Linked DNA regions of Pan troglodytes: region 2 is linked to region 1. The links are chromatin contacts, called in public Hi-C maps. All regions are on one chromosome and are shown on one strand. Each heading gives the region's core, a stretch centred on a gene start, on an enhancer-like site or on the middle of the called end of the contact. The rest is flanking DNA. Distances are from core to core; before and after follow the strand shown.

Region 1 (4,438 bases), core at 742-3,241:
CGTATCTGCATTTAAGAAGGGAATCTTCATGGACTTATAATATGGCACTAAGTGGAAAACAAGTGTAAATGATGTACAGCCTTGGCTTTCGGTGTGGTATCATAGTTTGTTTGCTAGCACATTGTAGCAACTCCCCTGGCATAATTTTAGTTTCCAGGCTCTCTGGACAATTTCAAGGCCTCCTGGACATCAGACAAATTATTGTTAAAATAATGAATGAGATGCCTGTAATCCCAGCACTTTGGGAGACTGAGGTGGGCAGATCACTTGAGGTCAGGAGTTCGAGACCAGCCTGGCCAACATGGCGAAATCCTGTCTCTACTAAAATTACAAAAATTATCCAGGAGTGGTGGCACATGCCTATAGTCCCAGCTACTTGGGAGGCTGAGGCAGGAGAATTGCTTGAACCCGGGAGGCGGAGGTTGCAGTGAGCCAAGATTGCACCATTGCACTCCAGCAGACTCTGTCTCAAAAAAAAAAGAAAAGAAAAAGAATGAGGACCAGTATAGCTCTTAGTTTAGGGTCTTTATTTTTATTGGTGCTTCTGCCCTGGATTGTTTTTTGAGGGAAGAAAGAAAGGGTTGCGTGATTCTTTGTACATAGTGAAAACCTAGATCAGTTTTTATTTTAGGGCTATGGATAGTGGGAGTTGGGAGGGCAAGCAATAGTCTCAAAAATGTTCAAGGAATTAAAACACAAAAACGGAAAATTGCAAGTGTTGACAAGGTTGTGGAAACTTGGAACCCTCAAACATTGGTGATGGGAATGTAAAATGATTCATTCAGCTACTGTGGAAAACTTTTTGGCAGTTCCTGGAAAAGTTAAACATAGAATTACCCTATGACCCAGAAAGTCCACTCCTAGGTATGTATCCAAAAGAACTGGGAACAGGTACTCAAATATGTGTACAGGCATGTTCAGAGCAGCACTATTCACAATAGCCAAAAGGTGGAAATAACCCAAATATCTATCAAGGGATGAATGAATAAACAAATTATAATATACACATACAATGGGATATTAATCAGCCATAAAAAGGAACGAAGTACTGATCCACGCCTCAACATGGATGAATCTTAAATACAGGCTAAGTCAAAGAAACGACACAAAAGGCCGCATATTGTATGGTTGCATTTATATGAAATACCCAGAAAAAAGTAAACTCACAGAGATAGAAAATAGCTGAGTCGTTGCCAGGGTCTGGAGGAAGGAGGGACTGGGGAATTACTGCTTAATGGAGTATGAATGTTTCAGAACTAGATAGAAGTGGTTGCTCAACATTATGAATGTAATAAATGCCACCAAATCGTTCGCTTTTAAGTGGTTTATGTTATGCGAATTTCACCTCAAAAAAAAAAAAAAAGTTAAAAAGCCTTCTCTGCCTTTCTCTGGGGTTGGAGTCTTCCCAATGGATCCAGGGCAAAAGAAACATCCAGCCACTCTGTTTGCAGGAGGAGCAAAGGGTGGCTTGTCCCGACAGTTTGAGCTGTTGTGCATGCATTTACACACGCATTAATTCCAAATGAGTCAGCACAGTGTCCGAGACAGGTCCTGGGCTCCAGTGAGCACAGTCGCTGTCCTGGGGGAGGCACGTTCCGCAAATTAACAGAAGTTCTGATAAACTCAGCATAGGGGGATTCGCTGTCCCAAGTATCAAGGAGTCCTAAAAGAAAAGGGCCTATTTCAGTCGGGGGACCTGGACTGAACTAACTCGTGTTCATGGCCGCCAAATCCCGTGTGACAAATGTATTCTTTTGTTGTTCATAGAAATAAAACAGTTTTTCGGGCCGCTTCAGGAGCTCCTCTGCAAAGGTGGGGAAAAAAGGCAACTAAATCAGCACGAGGACGTCAGCCCGAGGATGTCAGGAGCGGGGTCGGTGCGGACGGGCAGGTGGGCGGGGGGGCACCCCGCGCCCCGCCCCAGTCCCCTGGAGGCCGGCGGCCGCAGCTCGGGGAAGTGGGGACTGGCGCGGGGCCGCGCTCCCGCCCTCCTCGGCGGCGCCGACGGACCGGCAGGCGGCGGGCGGTCCGCGAGGGGGCGGCGGCGTCCGGGCTTTGTGGCCGCGGCGCGCGCGGCGGGGCCTGGCCGGCCGGGGGCGCGCCGCCGCCGCCGCCCGGCGCTCGGGAGCCCGCGGCCCTCCCGGCCGCCCTGCTTGCGAGAGGAGCCCAGGCCGCCCGCGCTCGCGCCTCGCCGGCCCCTCCCCCGGTCGCCGCGGCTGCCGCGCCGCCGCTGCAGGTAGGAGGCTCCCCTTCCGGGCGGGCCGTAGCCGGGCGGGGGCGGGGGTAGGGGGCGCGGGCCGGGCGTAGAGGGGGCCGGGGGCCGGCATGGAGGGTTTCGGGCCGAGCCGCCGCGACCCCGGCCTTGCAGGCTGGGCGCCGGGCGGCCGCCTCTGCGCGCCGCGATGGGACTCGGTGAGTAGGGCCGGCCTGCTGCCTACAAAGCCCCGGGGCGCGGGCCTCCGGGGTACTCAGTGGCGCGCCCATGGCTGGGAGCGGGGTGGGCTTTGGACTCCAGGGCTCGGGGAGCTGCTCAGGGGGAATCCAGGTGACCTGCAGTACCGCGGTCTTCCCATCCCGGCGTCACCACTGTGTGCTGATCACTGTGCTCGGCGCTTTTCCATACTTGTCTCCTTTAAGACCTCCAGTGCCCCGCCCGTCCAGAGTGTAACGGGAGGGATCCCTCACTTGCAGGATGAAGGCCGAGCATCACATCCTTGCTCGACTGACCTTGGGAAAGCTCCTTTACTCCGAGCCGGGGCTACTGTTTCTGTAAATTAGAGGCGGGGGTCGGGGGGGCGTGGTATAATATCTACCCTCAGGTACTATTGTGAAAGATAATGTATGTAAATGATAACAGCTAAATTTTGAGCACTCTGTATGTACCAGGCCCTAGGTACTAAACAGTTGGCATGAATTATCATTGAATCATCACCCTGGCGCTGTGAGGTAGTTACTGTAAATTGCATGAATAATCTTTATTTAGGAGTACGAAACAGTGAAGAATTTAGTCTCCCTATTCCGATTCAGGAGGTTGGGTATTTCTTAGGCGTGATAACATTTAACATTACAGACGTTCCTGCAGTATCGAGGAGAGTAGTTATAGGATGCAGGGATATATTTGTCATACATTTAAAACTGGAGGTAGGATAATATCAGGGCCAGAGAGTGTGCCTTTCAGCATGTCAGAGCAGATGATTGTATTCCAAGGAAATTGCTGAATACTAATTAAAAAACATAGTTTCTGAGTTAGGATTGAGGATGGCTGTGGGAGTCCGGGGCCAGAGAGAGACATGGGTTGGACAAGGGGGAGAAGAAGGATTCTGAAGTCCTGGAGGAAGATGTAGAGGAAGGCACCAGGGTTCACCATCCCTCCCCTGCAGCATTGCTGGGCCAGATTTCATCCCTCCCGTAGAGACCCGGGCTAGGGGACAAAGGCTGCTGGGGCAGGGGGTGGGGAGGGATGTTATAGGTTGTCTCTTTTTACTCCCAGGCCGCCAAAAATATTCAGATTGATGGAGGGTCAGGTGATTGGGCCTCCTAAAATGCCATTATCCCTTCTCACAAAATTCTTGTGTTTCAGGGCATGGGGATGCTTGCCAGCCCTAATGGTTGATGAGATGCTTAAAATACAAAGGTCTCACTGATATAATGGAAGAGTGCATTTTCAACACCATTCACTGGGTTAGAGAAGTAATGGGCCTGAGGAGATTATTTTGGGTTTAGAATGGGGAGAACTAAAAAGGCTTTGGATCCTGAAGAAGGAAGAGAGGCAGGAAGGGCCCAGGCACTGCACCTGTGGGGAAAGGCAGGAGAAGAAGGAGCTGAGGACTTCACCCCACCATCTGCAGAATACCCAACAGGCTGTTCAGTTCTCAGCTACCAAGGGGGCACCCTTTCCTCTCCCAGTTGGCGATGATTTGTTAACGTATTGTGGAAGATCAAGGGCTGGACTCAGGCACTCCTGTTCTGAGTGAGTAGGAAAGACGTCTGGGAGAAGGGTGGTTTATTTTGTTTTTAACCAGGCATTGAAGCAGAGAGTAGGTGGGTACGTAGCGATGGTGAAGGTAGGGAACATCATGCATAGTTGGAAGAGCAATTGCTTTGGAGAGATAGACAGTTTGGGGTTTGAATCCTAGCTCTGCCATTTCTTAGCTTTGTACATTTTTTGTGAGGATAAAATAATGTTTTTTCACATATCTGGCGTGCAGTTCAACAAGCACTAGTACCGTATTCCCTGTCCGTGATAACATTCATTCAACAAATGTCTGCTGAGCACCAGTCGTGTGCTGAGTCATATGTTACATCCTGGGGATACAGCGATGAGTCAGAAATTATGTATTCCCCTAGGAATTTCCCAGTCCAGTGTGGGAGATGGACGCAAAGAGCAAATTGCAAAAAATATGGGAAGTGCTACAGTACAGTCATGTACAACTGTCAG
Region 2 (4,495 bases), core at 1,468-3,967, 160 kb before region 1:
ACTACTTTCAAGAAGTCCTTTATTTCTACCATTCAATACCTTCCCCACTGGTACTCCTGCCTACTATCTAGTGTCTACTCTCTAGTCCACTGGCCCTTTACGAAAGAGCTCTCTCTGAACACAGATCTCATGACCAAGACTCAAGAGTTCTCAGCTGTTCTATTCCTCGTACACAGTAAAACCTCCTTAGCAGGACACATGAGGTCTTTCCTAATGTGGCCCCATCCATCCTCTCCAGCTTTATCTTCCCACAAGCTAATCTCTATCTAAAACAATAGCCTCTTCTACCTGGAACCAGCTAAATTCTTCTTGAAGCCTTTTCCACACCCGAGAACAATACTGTACACCACTTGAATAGGGTAAGTACCTCTGGAATATATAAAACTTCTGCTAATCTCCTGGTTTATCATAATTATCCTGTGCCTGGCCATAAAAAGTGACAATGCTACACATGAGGGTATAAAAAAATGGGTAAAACGAAAGTTTCCTTTATTACAATGGTAATAAAATGGCCAGTGCAATACTGAACAGCTCAAGTTCAAGAAATTCAGAAGCCAATCAGCTATGACAATATATCCAAATTTACTTAATTACAGGGTTATATTAGATCGCCATGAGGTAGGATTTCCCACAGGTTAAGAACCAATTCTACAACCAGATTGATTAGGCTTTTATCCAAACTCTGACACCTTCCAGCTGTACACTGTCCCAATTTCTATCTACAAAATAGGGATAATCATACACAATTGTAAAACACTCAGAACTGTGCCTGGTACATAGTTAAATAAGTATGCTCAAAGCATAAACATGTGCGTGTCCCTCAAGTCTCAGGATCAGGACATACCAAGCCCGGTACTAGATGCATTGTGTACCTCAGTATACAATCTGCACAGAACCATGCAAGGTAGGTGGAACTAAACCCATTTTAACAATGTACCTCAGAAAAGTTTGGAAGTCACGCCTTTATCAAGAAGTTGAAAAGGGATTCATTCACAGAACTGAGCTCTGCAAAACCACCTTTAACATACCAGAATTAACCTGAAGACTGGAAGTCTTCGTGGCAAAACAGTTTGGCTTATTTCATTTGTCCCTATTACCAAATTTTCATCTCACCCACACCTCTAGTTACCTTAGTCTTTAAAAAAAAAAAAAAAAAAAAAAAAAAAAAAAAGCTGGGGGTCGGTGGGTGGGTGGGAGGGAATAAGGCCTAAAAAGAAGGCCATGATACTCACCTGGCCTCTTTTAATACAAAAATGGTTTTCATTAATTAAGCAAGCACACTTTGTGAGCTTTTCCTACAATTTTATTACTAGCTGGTACCAGACACGAAAGTAAATGGTACAGGACATTCAGAAAAATTAACTCCCTTCCTCCTCCACTCCTGTGGGTTCTATTTAGCCATTAACCACCTGATAGATCTTCAACAGTCTACTGTCAACTTTATGCCATATTATCTATCGCTTTGTATTAGTCACATTACTGCTTTCTCTGTTAGGAAAATTAAGAAGGCTGATTGACCTTCCTTGACTTTTCAAACCTAGTAATATTATTACGGGATACAAAGCATTTTTATGCGAAGAACTCTCAAAGTTCTACTAGTAATTGACTTTAACTTATAACAAAGATTTTCATAACACAGCAAATCAAAAAGTCCCACTAAGCCACTTTTACAGTAGCCGTTTTTTAGCAAAAGGTAGGAACGCCAGTCTCAGAGGAGGAGCTCACATCACTAGTCCTTAGGTTTGCGATCCCCAATAGTTTCAAAGCTGAATGTCACACATTCCTACTGTAGGTCTTTTCTGCTAATTCCAACAAAAGGCAGATCCTAGCGTTTTTAGGATTTCAATCGAACTAAATTCCAACTATAAATAGTTTGCCTGCCACCTTCTTACCCTTCCTCATTTCCACCTTCTTTTCCAAAAAAAATCAGAGAGAACGATCGTACTGCACTCGGCCTTTGATAATTTCCTCCCCAAACCCTTAAACTCATGAGTTCCTCCAAACTCCACTGAGGGGCCAACCAGAGGCGACAGACTTCCCAAAAAGCAAATGGCCCAGGCAGGGGCGACCCCAGAAAACTGGTAGTCCCCTTCCGCTCGCTTAACTCTCCCGCCTGGGCGACCAGAAGACGGAACAGGGGACGCCAGCTCATCCCCACTCCGTATTCGGTCCTGCATCCATCCCAGAGGCGAACACACCGTGGGTTTTAGGAAACCATCGTTCCTCCTACTCCAAGGGACGCCGGCCAGGACCAGAGTCGGGGAAGTGGGGCCCGATTCACACACTCCGGCCTAAAACTCTCTCGGACCCGAAACCGGGCGAACCCGCCCAGTCACCTGAAGCTCCGCAAACGCCCTAGGGGGTCCCGCCCCCGCAGTGCCGGCCGCACACCCAGGCCCAGCTCGGAGGGACGCCGCGGCCCAGACCCGGGGGACGCACATCGTGCACGGCCGACCCTGCCCGCTTGGGCCGCGGATCGGGGGGCGACGGCCCCACCACGCTCTGTCCCGCGCCCCGGGAGGACCCGGCCCGACTGGCGACGGCCGCTTACCTGAGGACCCGGCCGCGGCCGGGGCGAGGAGCCCGAGGAGACAAGCGAGGGAGCAGAAGCCCACGGGGCAACAGCGTGCGCCGCCGGCCTCAGGCTCTAGCTCCCGGAGCGTGTTTTCAAATAGCCTCGTCCTCACGCGGCCGCGTCTCCTTCCGCCGCCCGGAAATCAGGGCCCCTCCCCCTCCCTGCTGTGCTCACGTGATCGCAGCCCGCAGCCGCGCGCAACCGGGGAGGCGGGAGCGGGAGCGGTAGGCCCCGCCCACAGAGGAGGGTACCCCGCCGGAAGCCCCCTGCTCTGTGGGAACCGGAGGGAGGACAGCGCGAGGTCCCCGGACAAAGCGTGGCGCATAAGTCCGGCCCGTAACTTGGTGGGCAGGCAACTTAGGGGATGTGGGCCTGGTTATAGCTGAGCATGCTTTTCTATTCCTCCCAGACCACAGTTCTTCAGACCTGGAGCCACTTTCAGAGAAGAGTATAAGTTGCACTGAATTGAAAAAGGGAAAAGTTTAGGACTGCAGAAGATGGAATTCCTGGGGACGTTAAACTGGGCTAAGATGGAGCAGATAAGATTTCCTTAATTAGAGCAAGACACACCTAGTATCTAGAGCCTGGAAGTCTTGGTCAAGGATTCTCCCTAACATCTCAGTTTCTCAGCACTAACATTCCTGCTACTAAAATGAAGTGAGAAATTAATTTCTGAAGTTAAGTAAAGAAATAAACTAAAATTCCTAGAAAAGAGGTAAGAAGAATGAGCCTTTGAAAAATGTCTTCACAAAGACTGGCATGATGGCATGGAAGAAAGAGCCCCAGGTAAGGGCTTCAGACCTTGATTCAAATTTGTGTCTACACCTCACCAGATAATTAAGACTTAGTAAAGCTGGCGAAGATATTGACCCTCATTATATTGGGTGGGAATTCAAAGGAATGATGTCTAAATCCAGGGAGACCCAAGCACTGGAACTAAAACCATGCCTGTTCCATAATCGGAGATAAAGAGGCAGCGCTAGAAACCCTGACCTCCCTTTGCTGGCAATATGGCTACATCACCACAATCTGCCTGGAATCGACCATAACCATAAATATTTGGGAGTCATTGGCATTATGTGGCATTATATTCTATTTAAAGCTATGAGACTAGATCAGAAGAGGAAAGATTTATTGCCAACCAGACATGTCCCTGGAACTCCAAACTTGTATCCAACAGTTTTTTCAATGTTTCCTTCAGATATCCAGTATACATCTCAAGGTCAACTTGTCCAAAACAGAGCTACTGATGATTTTCCCCTTGAAATCTACTCTTCCTACAGCTTATTCATCTCAAATAGTAAGTCTATCCTTGCAGTTACTCAAGCAGAAACCTTTGGGTTTTTGGTTTGGCCTCTTTGTTTCACACCTCACATCTAATCCATCTGGAGATTGACTCTACCTTTAAAGACATCCTAACTTTCACCAGTTAACACACCTCCCCTGCTACCATTCTGGTCCAAGCCGCTTCTTGATCACTGCAAAAAGCCTGCAAACACATCTTCCTGCTTCCCTTATTGTCCCTCTTCCCCCTACAGTCTGGTATCAGCAGAGCAGCTGTGTGATTATTTTAAGATCTAGGTTAGATCAGATCACTCTTTGGCTCAAAACCCTTTAATGGCTCCCTATTTCACTTCGAGTAAAAGCCAGAGTCCTTTCTAGGGCCTTCCCTTAGGCTGTTCTTGCATGGCTATAAAGAAATACCTGAGACTGGGTAATTTATAAAGAAATACCTGAGACTGGGTAATTTATAAAGAAAAGAGGTTTAATTGGCTCATGGTTTTGCTGGCTTTACAGGAAGCATTATTTTGGCATCTGCTTGCTTTTGGTGAAGTCTCAGGGAGCTTTCAATCATAGTAGGTGAAGGGGGAACAGGCATGTCACGTGTTGAAAGCAGGAGCAAGAGAGAGAGCAAAAGAA

What was found. Hi-C and Micro-C count contacts between places; a contact is called where the count stands out from the background.
Region 2: a contact with region 1 is called in a Hi-C map of stem cell-derived neural progenitor cells, with 2.8 times the contacts expected there. The contact joins the promoter of TEX10 here to the promoter of MSANTD3 in region 1. A contact is called at or near these places in 1 of 7 Hi-C or Micro-C datasets (stem cell-derived neural progenitor cells) and 1 of 1 datasets of contacts at active chromatin or transcription factors (stem cell-derived excitatory neurons).

What each region holds. Positions count from the first base shown.
Region 1 is chr11:37,996,332-38,000,769 of NHGRI_mPanTro3-v2.0_pri, reverse strand. MSANTD3 (Myb/SANT DNA binding domain containing 3) reads left to right here and starts at 1,991. Exons shown (of 4, transcript XM_063787625.1): 1 at 1,991-2,236.
Region 2 is chr11:38,160,481-38,164,975 of NHGRI_mPanTro3-v2.0_pri, reverse strand. It overlaps TEX10 (testis expressed 10), which reads right to left and starts at 2,717. Exons shown (of 15, transcript NM_001280494.1): 1 at 2,552-2,717. It overlaps LOC134807728 (major facilitator superfamily domain-containing 14C-like), which reads left to right and starts at 3,661. Exons shown (of 5, transcript XM_063788456.1): 1 at 3,661-3,875. The coding sequence starts at 3,723.